2 separate regions of the Anas platyrhynchos genome follow, and region 2 is linked to region 1. The links are chromatin contacts, called in public Hi-C maps. All regions are on one chromosome and are shown on one strand. The core of a region is the stretch at or near the end of the contact, and the rest is flanking DNA. Distances in the headings are between cores, read along the strand shown. Region 1 overlaps ZNF518A (zinc finger protein 518A). Region 2 overlaps BLNK (B cell linker).

The links. A called contact is a pair of places that touch in the nucleus more often than the background predicts.
Region 2: a contact with region 1 is called in a Hi-C map of F1 follicle, with 3 times the contacts expected there. The contact joins two enhancer-like sites. A contact is called at or near these places in 4 of 8 Hi-C or Micro-C datasets (F1 follicle, liver, skeletal muscle and 1 more).

The regions. Positions count from the first base shown.
Region 1 is chr6:25,468,591-25,473,718 of IASCAAS_PekinDuck_T2T, reverse strand. The region is part of intron 2 of ZNF518A (zinc finger protein 518A); the gene reads right to left. Among named protein-coding and RNA genes, the nearest start is that of CCNJ, 11 kb to the right of the region's middle. Within about 2 kb of position 2,013, at least 2 of the 8 cell types and tissues checked have an H3K27ac peak or open chromatin away from gene starts, as enhancers often do.
Region 2 is chr6:25,575,241-25,580,368 of IASCAAS_PekinDuck_T2T, reverse strand. The region is part of intron 2 of BLNK (B cell linker); the gene reads left to right. The region is part of intron 1 of DNTT (DNA nucleotidylexotransferase); the gene reads right to left. Among named protein-coding and RNA genes, the nearest start is that of DNTT, 20 kb to the right of the region's middle. Within about 2 kb of position 2,913, at least 2 of the 8 cell types and tissues checked have an H3K27ac peak or open chromatin away from gene starts, as enhancers often do.

The sequences.
Region 1 (5,128 bases), core at 764-3,263:
TACCCAGTCCAGGGTATGCACAGAAAACAGAAGTTTCAGCTCTGCAAATATGACTAACTACAACATTATGACACTGTAGGTAGAGCACAGCTATGTCAACAGTCAGGGCAGAACAATATAATTGAGAAAAACATGCATTGCACAGTCATCCAACCATGACCTGGAGCACTGAAAAGAAAGGACTCAATTTACCACAAATTTCATTCCACTTAGTCCTTTAATTGGCTACACAACATTTTATCAATATGCCCATTTTACATATCTAAAGCTTTTCCCCCCTTAAATGGAGGTTTAAGATTAAAAAGTTTAAAATGTAGCCAAGGCATTTCACTGTTCTTATTTAAAGTAGATAATTCAGAAACTTAGTGTAGATGTGTTTGGATATGAGTAGGAGAAACTATGCAGAATCTTGCTTGAAGGAGTGTAGTTATGCTGAAGAGCAAGTTCAGACTAATTTGGAGATAGAGAATCAAGGAGACCATGTTGACCTTTATTTATACGGAACAAGAAGCCAATGAGTAATTCCTCATTTTTAGTGAAAGCACTATGTTTTCTACCCTAACTGATCATAGAAGGAATTTCACAGTGAAACCACTTAATGCAGAGACAGAGATAAAAATGATACAGGAATGTCCAGACAACTTAACCCACAAATTTCTGAGGGCTCACCATGCCCTGACTGCAGCAGCAGAAGTCAGGCTGGAGAGGTACAGTGGTTCAAAGTGGTTTGAACCACAACTACCAATGATAAAGAGTCATAACCCAAATGAGTACAATGCTCTGCCTACATTTTCCTCTCTGAATGAGGAAGATGAGAGCAGGATGCTGGAAACATCAGGGCACTGCATTTCTCACTGTCCTGAACACAGCCCAGCAGATGCAGGCAGTAATTCATGACTAAATTTCACTTCCCGCAGTTCCTCTCTCACTATTTCATTACTGATGGGGTAGAGTGCTGTCTTCTGACAGTGCAGGTAATGTAGAGAAAGGAACGGGCTGAGCTAACGCCCAGCCTACAGCAGGCTTCATCTCTGGTCCTGGTGGTCCCTCTAGAGGTTAAAAACGGTAATTCAGTTTCTAAAGCTATTCCTACCTATCCCTGCCGAGCTGGCATACTGAAATAGGAGTGTGAGTTCAGAGACAATGGCATGTATCCAAGCAGGTCTTAGGCTGAGATTCACCTACTATAAATTATCAGGTTGCAGTCTGCATCAATTTGTTGCAGTTTAACATACCTGTCAGCTGAGCATATGCTCAAGAGCAGAACTCAGCTCTGACTCGTTTCCAGCTCCAGAAACCCCCAGACTGAAGATTTTTCAATACACTAAGAATGCTCATAGTTGACAAGTTTCTTCTTTTTTTTTTTTTTCCTCTTTTCTCCAAACATTTATATCCCTGCATACAATCAACATCCATGTTTTCATGTTCAGACACTGAAGGGAAAACTAAAAACACTTAAATAACTCCTGTTAACTGAATTTTAAAAAAAAATCTTATCAATGTGCACTGATATACCATCTAACTTAAATTTAATTGGACTCAGAAAAAGATATCCAGCTCTATTATTAACTATATAAATTCTAGGAGGATTGAATCTTCTGCATCTTTCTCACGGTGATTACATATTGATCATAACAAGATCCTCAAGAGAAGAGATGGCAACAAAAGCTCTTTGTTGGAGTGCTCTGCTGCTGATTGGCAGCATTTCACAGTGTGCATACCCAATTTCACACACACATACACATATGCCTTCTGCTCAGCAGACTGGCCCAGTCAATGGAGCTCTAAGCCACCAGCTTGTCAGCTACTGTTACCAGATGAACTGTGCAGTTTAAATAAGCAGAGTGCCCAGGGGATTTGCAAAGGATTTTACCATTGCATTTCACAGAAACTGAGTTCAATCCTTGATGACTGGTACTGAAAAAAATGTACATATACAAACCTAGAAGGCAGAGCTGACTGAAGCCTGGGAGCAGTGTCTTGCACTGTGCTTCACAAGCCTTTGGCAATCTACCTGGGAGAGGAGCTACTTAGTCACAGGCTGCATCATTCCAAACCTGAGTCACTGGCATTGGCACTAAGTTCTCACCATGGCCCTTCACTAGATCCCAGTAAGTCTAGGCATCACAGGAGACTTTCCAGGATAAGTGTTCTGGAGCCAGCTGAGGTTTACAGCAGCACCAGCCTTCTCAAGCCAAGGCATGATTCATTAGTTAGCAAAATAGAATATTTATGCACACAGCTTAAGTATTAAAAAAAATCCTCTTAACCTAGCCTGCCAGTTTTCCCTGATTCAGTGTGGCAGCTCCCTGAACTTTCCCCAGAATGCAGACACAAGTCTTCAGGGCAGCCCCATACCCTCAGGTCTGATGATGGATTCACCCAGCTCCAAAGGAGTCTCCCAAACCAATGACCATTAGGAGCTTTAAAGCAACTGAGACATTATGCTCCAAAGCATCCTATGGCCTCTGCTCACATGGCTGGCAGCGTTGGCTCAGGCATTCTTGCCAGACTAGGCATGATTCAGTGATCCTCAGCCAGTCCATTAAATTAGCTGGTGTGAGGCCAAACCACTGAGACTAAGAGTCAGCAATTTTTAATTTAGTGGGCATCTGAGTCACACACCACTTCCCCACCCCCTCCCATCAAAAAAATTTCCCTGATCTTCATCTCCCTCATCTTAAACTCTTAGACAGCTGCCTCAACTTTCTGCCTTGGTTTAATTTATTTAGGAATTGAAGATGGTAATGTGTCAATAAGGAGTATCTTTAAAATGCTTAGAGATAAAAAGTGCCCTGGGTGTTTTGGCTATTATTAGATATTAGAATACCAATGAACATATTCTTACATTTCTTCAGCTTGCTTTGAAGAATCCCAAACAAACAAGACTGCAAAACAATCCTGACAGCTTCTAAAAAGCATCAATGGTAAAACATTTCTGGCTTCCACAGTTTGAAAGATAGACACAGAATATGATTTCAACACAGTCAAAATATCAGAATCGCAGATGACTACTGCATGCTAAATTCATAAAAAATAAAAATTCTCCAGTGCCCTTTAGCTGAAATGATTAATCATAATGGCATACTCAAAAAGTCCATAAATGTAAGTTAAGGTTTGTTTGTTATAATAACCACATGATTCAAAAATTTACCAATTCACTCATACATGAAAATGATCCTAAGGCACTTCCCTACATTCTCAGAGTTTAGATTACTTTCTTCTTGGGAATGTTTAATCACTTCCACTTATTTTAAAAGTGAATATAGTAAAATAGTGTTCTGCAAGTTGTAGCCCTGTTTTGAGTGAGGTACTTCAAAATACTTTTCACATAAGCAAACCTGACATGCTTCTTCACAGCAACCATCCCATTATGTTTTTGGCCACAGTACATAGAAGGTTCCTTTACACTGGGGCAAGCAGTTTCAAATAGCATACTTTGTATTATCAAGAGCCTACACAGACAGGCAAATGACCTGTTAGCTATCACAGATTACTATTCAGCATCTCTAAACTGACCGTTGGAACTTAAATCCTCAAGAAGCAAGCAAATTTTGTCTTTATTTTTTATGCATATGGCAGCTAACATAACGTTGCCATGAAGTGAACCTGCCTCCTTCTGTTACTCTTACTGAGCCTCCTCTTCTCCAGACTAAACAGCCCCAGTGCCCTCAGCCACTCCTCACAGGACTTGTGCTGAAGGGCCTTCACCAGCTTTGTAGCCCTTCTCCGGACACGCTTCAGGGGCTCAATGTCCTTCTTGTAGTGAAGGGCCCAAAGCTGAACACAGTACTCGAGGTTCAGCCTCACCAGAGATGTGGACAGTGGGACAATCACCTCGGTGGTGATATCATTAATATCCCAGATAAGTGGGCTCTGGGAGATAGGCAGCTGCTCATTCCAACTACAGCTATTCTCACAGCTGGGAACAGGAACAGTACCAGAACTGTTCCTGGTGCATGAGGCACTGAAAGTAATAAATACTTAGTAAAACCTGTACAGATTTTGACAACTTAAGAACACAAATGTCTCAATTTTAAAACTCCAGCTGATTTCAGTGGGAATGGAACTGTTATGGTGATTACCAACAAATTTAGAAATCTAGATTATGGGGAGCCCTCAAATTAAATTTTGGTGATATGTTCATGACATGTTTAAATTATGTTAAAACAGCCTTTTATTTTTTTGTTTTTTTTTTGTTTTTTTTTTTTGTTTTTTTTTTTTTTTATTATTATTATTATTAATACCACAGTTTCCCAGCCAGTTGGCAGCAGGTCAAAGTTAGGCAATGCTTTCAGGGCGTGCCCCTGACAGACATGAGTGATTACCTTGGAATCTTACTCCTGAGAACTTTTCCTAAACGACTTGAAAAATAACCCGTGTTACACTGCACTTTCCAAAATAACATTCTCTCTCCATATCAAGCTCTTAGTGCAGTAAGCAGTTTAGGTGTTCACAAGAAAATCCTGATTATTATTATTAAAATTATGCTATTTAATGCTCTATTTCAGGAAGAAGCTAAAAACAGAAGGGCAGGATAAACACTGTGTTCTTTTGCCCTACTCTTCAGCTCATTTACTTGCTCCTCATGATGCAGTGAAATAAAACAATTATTCCATGACACTGTAAAAGTAATCTCAATGCACTTGTAAATATTTATGTTGCAATAATCCCAACTTGAAAATAGTTGAAAACAGATGTCTGCTCTGCATATAACTTTCCCTACATTTATGTATCCACTTTCTCTACTCCGTGACCTGTGGAGTATTCCAAATCCATGGAGATTTCTTTGATCATATATTGCTGGCTTGCTCCCTCATTTTCTCTAAAATATGTCTTAAGTGAAATATACATTACTATTATTAAATTTTACACCATGACTGAAGTAGCCTCAAGGGAAACACACAAAGGGGATGGGGACAGTGAAATTATGTTTCTCCTGTTGGGAAGAGGATGTTGTAGCTACACTGGAGAGCTCTGTCAATTCTTTGTGTTCTGCAACCTCAGAATATTTCATTGCTTGCCCTCATCTAAGTGCAGGCCATTAATCAGCCAAAACCATATATTTTGGCTTTGGGAAGTACCCACAAACCACGAGAGAAAGGCTATGAAATAATATTCAGCATGA
Region 2 (5,128 bases), core at 1,664-4,163, 110 kb before region 1:
AATAATTCTTGCTACAAACCGCCAATCCTGGAAAAATAAACCACAATTCTTTTTTCTTATTTTTGCCCTTTTCTAATTATGCTTCCACTGAAGCACATTTCCTTTCCTTCTTCCTTCAGATATGTGTCCATTTTTACCTAGATTTCTCTTCCTGATCACTTTCATTTCATTTGGGAGACAGACTAGAATCATGCTTTTAGATTTTTCTGTGTTCAGTTTAGAATTCTTCCCCTGACTATAGAGGTGGCACCCCACACACAATTTAAAGTACTTAATATTTCATCTTTTGCATAAATTTGTTATTTTTTCTGTTTATTAGTCATTTATCCATTATATATATACATACACATTAGCACTAGAGGGAAAGCTAAGTTAAAACTTCATTGGCATAGGTATCATACAGAGTTTTAGCAAGAGTTTTTCTTCAGAGACACTAAAATCTGAATGCAGAGCTAGACAAAATACAGAAGAAGATATAAAATAACAACTGAGTAACATTATGAATGAGAAATGAAGTTATCAACTATGGCTCAGAAAAACACTTAAGCACAGACTTCAGCAAGTGATAACACTTCCTTCATCTTCACTGGGAATGACCAAAGCACATTCCCTTATGCTTTCTTTATTCAGATAGCTTACATCTTGCTTCGGTTCGTGTGAGGCCTGAGTCTTTGGCATGAAGTCCTGATTCAACCCTCAGAGAAGCTTACACTTTTCAGTAATGCCACAGCTCCAAAGCCTGAATTCTCTATTCATAAGAAGTCTCAAATTGGTAACTGCCAAACAGTCTCCTTCAGCAACACTAGATTATTTAAGTCTCCTCCTCAGTGTTTGTGTGTGTGTGTGTGTGCGCGTGTGTGTGTGTCTGTTTGTTTTGGATGCATGTATTTTAATTCTAACATCCCTTCCAGACCTTTCCTCTCATAAGGAAACCGTTTATCAGGATGACAATACTTCTTTAGCAGTAGTCTCTACAATCAAGAAGATGAACAGACACCACCATCTTACCTCACATAAGCAAGATATTACTAGAAGGCACCAGATTTCATTCAAAAGCTTCCATAACACCAACACATTAGCATGTGAAGTAGGCTAGAGGAGTACATACTGAAATTACCATTTCCTGAAACATAGCTACAACATGTTAATCTGCTTTGCAAACTGGTGTTGCTATAAAGCTCCTTTGCACACGAGGTGCTTTTGCTGCCACTAGATGTCAGTTTTACACACTTCAAAGTGTATACTTTTCTAATAGTCTTTCTACTATAGTCACAATGGAAACGTTTCTTAACTATGCCATTCTTTCTGGACAGAGATTAAGTATTCCACACCTTATGTACTGTATGGGGACTGTTAGACCGGATGATCTTGGAGGTCTTTTCCAACCTTAATGATTCTATGACTCTATGATTTTCTCTTCTGCTCTTTTCCCTGCATTTCAGTTTTCCTCAATCTAACAAAAGGAAAAAGACCCAAAATATTTCCACTATACATTTGTCCAATTTGCTCTGAGACAGACTGACAGTCAGATTGTGTTTCTAGAGATCTTATTCCATCAGGACATTTTTACTAAGAAATGTAGGGTATCCTCTGGCCACTTATAGATCTTCTATGTCAGTTAATAGGGGATATCATTAGCCTGCCTTATTAAAATTCTACAACATTTCAGCTTTTGGCTTGCATTGACTGCCTGAATGCAGATCATTTATATTTGTACTCCAAATTTCTGTCTCTCGTAAGTGAAAAAAAAAATGTAGCTGTTCAACAGCCTCCTAATGATGGCTTCTTGCAGTCTTCTTGTTCTACTCAACAAATTCTATGAGCAAGTCTTAACATAAAGAAGTTCATCATACTGAATACAAAGCCTTTATAAAATATTATGCATTTATTTTGCCATAACAGCATGAAATAGCTTTATAGCAAATAAATCTGAGCCTTTACTCACACCCTTCCCACCCACTCCTCTCCCCCAGTCAAGAAAATTAGGAGGAGATCATTATACCATATCATGTTCCAATCTATGGATGTGTATAAATACAAACACACAAAGAAATTATCCCATTTCATAGCAAAGTTCTCCAAACCGATCCGTGCTCAGAACTATCAATGTTACAGAACGTAACTCACTTATGGGAAGGTAATGACAAGACTGTCACCTTACATACAGCTTTACTGCCCAGATTATTGACAGCTTATCTAGCAACACGGTATGGGTTTTGGTTTTGTTCTTTTCATAAAGTCAATGGAATCCTCTCATTCTAATTCACATCAAAAATTCAGACTCCTACTGATCCTTCAGGGCTCTCCTGGATTGTTCAAGACTTTCTTTGAAACTGCAGCTGTAATTATATTATGCAGGTGCTTACCTACATCCTACATGAAGGGGCTGAAAAGTAAAGAAGGGGAAAGAGATGTGCTGTGAACTTCAAAATACAGCTAGAAAGACTGTATCACGCAGTCATCTACATCAACAACCTGCTTCAAAAAGATCTGCATCTCCTAGCACAATCTCGGCTGGGAACTGTGAAAGCATGGCAAAAATCCTCCAAAGCAGTAGCAGAAGCCAAATCACATTAGGTCCTGTGACTCGACAGCCACGTTTGTGGCTGAAGCCGTTAGGGAACAGAAGGTATTACTATTTCCACCAACTAGAGGGAGCACATGCACCTTAGTCTGTTCTATGCTTGGGCCGGAAAAGCTCCCAAATGCTACCCAGTGTGTTACAAAGTTTCACCACGTCTGAAACCCACATTTGCTTTACCTTCTAACCACATTTACTCTGCTTCCTCAAACAAAGCTCCATTTGCATGTTGTCTGTCCCTTCCTTATCCACCTATCAGTTATCATTCCCTACACATCCCCAGTCTGCAAAGCACAGTCCCACCCAGCCATATGCACACAGGCTGGCCATTTGTGACACACATGCACAGAACTAGAGCACCACAGACACGTCAGGCTGCTCTGCATACACTGCAGAGTACACACGCGCAAGTCCACTTAAACTTTCCCAGTCAAAAATGCATAAGACCTCCTTACAGCTCGGCAGTTCTGTATTGTACAGAAGCCTTGCCTCTCTGATTTTGATGCAAGGCTTCTGCTTCCTCACTTTCTATGTTGGCAAGCAGCTACAACAGCATACGCTCAAATCCAAGACATGCCTCTGCAAGTAAAGGAGTGAGAGACACACCTCAGACATTTGCACCATAGCAGCATTTCTCTGTTTCCACGATACTATCTGCTGAACAAAGCTGGTTGGCTTGATTTGCAAGCTGAGAGTTTTGGTTACTGTTAGCTACTGAGCTAAGTAAGCTACTAAGAAAGTTGATGTCTGATGAATAAAGGAACCAACAGAAAACAAAAAATCAATAACTGGTTTGAGAAGAACATAGTTGTATGTGCTTTCTAAACTGCACTCCAACATGAAACTATTTTTTATTTTTTTATTGTCCCTTTATTTCCTTATTGTCTATTCTGCAATTCAAATCCCTCCATGAAAGTAACTACTTTAACTTCTTCTTTATCACATGTATTAATTTGCAATATACCCTATTCATGCTCATATGTATACATATGCTCTAACAATGTATATCACCAGCAAGAACAGGAGCAATGAACAGTTAAAGACTAGAAAAATTAGTTTCCTTCTTCCAGAAACTACCATGTAATTTCATGAATGTTGAGTATGCAAGATATTTTTGTACTCTTTCCTAAGACCAAAATTTTGTGGCTAAAATGCAGTAGCACTTCCCAGTTACAATCAGTGGTATAATTTTCTGTTATAAATAAGTATTGAACTTACTAAATAAAAAGACAACTTTCAGCTGGACTCATAGATGCCAGTTTCCTCAAACTGGAAGGAAGTTCATAATTTAATACCCTTACTGAAAGTTGTCACCAGGAAAAAAAAAAAAAAAAATTGAATTGAACTAAAACTCTCTGTATAAAACATTTACCAGCAAAGGAAAGTTCAGGTCTATAGTTTCATCACCCACCAAACTCAATTATCAGTTAAAAAGTTCTTGGTCTGCCTATTCACAGAGCTCATACCCATGCAGGAAGCACTACCTACAGCAGAGCACTGCTTAAGAAGCAGATTCCATTGAACACTGTCTTTGAAGGCCAAAAAGAATTGCACAAGCTGTCTTTTGATTACCTAGCATCTTAATATACATAAGTAAAAGCTTAAATATTTTATTTTGCAAAGAAAAGGAAGTGTACAAGAATTAATCCTTACAATAACAAAAATATCATTTCCTCCTCTCATTTAGAAGGTGAAAAAATATGTGCAGAAATTGACTTAATATTGCTAGTCATTGATTTGCAGAGGCAATTTGATGACTCATTCTCAGCTGATGACATCTAAATGTGCCCGGGTTGGCCTGTATGTCAATCAGTCAGCTCAGTATAGCTTTAAATTTCCTCAGGAATGTGGTGATTTCTAGATCAGCTAGATCATCTGCTAATTACCATACATACTACATGTAGATATGCAGCTGTTTTTTGTTATGGTATAATTACAGCCTAAGTATTCAATGCAGGGGATTCTCTAGTGTCTGAAATGGTGTATTTTCACAACAAATATAACAAAGAACTCAAAATGCAGAGGTTTTACTGAATTTAAATGCAGACTGAGGAAATGTGTTTTTATTGGAACCTACATGTTCTCTTGATCTCCTTGTCTAACACAGTTGTCAGTGTCTTGCTTTACATGCTCAATACAAACTCATCTATCATGTTGATGTGATGGTGAGGGAAAAGTCAAAAGAGTTTGGAATGGAACTGATGGCTGGAGATTATCCAGAAAAACAGAGCTGAGCTAACATCAATCAATGTACAATGAATTCAGTATCACTGAAGTCACTGCAAAGAATCATTTTAAGGGATTCACATTCTCTGTAGCTGCTCCTACGGAGTCTCAGGAAACAACATCATCAAAAACTGATTTCCTCTTCCTGACACAAAGTATAGTAGGAGGGTTATAATTCCATCTATTTAAAAGGATGTGTTTACAGTTGAAATCTATGTCAAGAAAGACATCTTAGCATTAGCACAATGTTTCTGGACTGAAACCACGCAATTACACTTTTGGTCTGGCTAGACTAGATTAAAAGCCCAACATGAGCTCAGC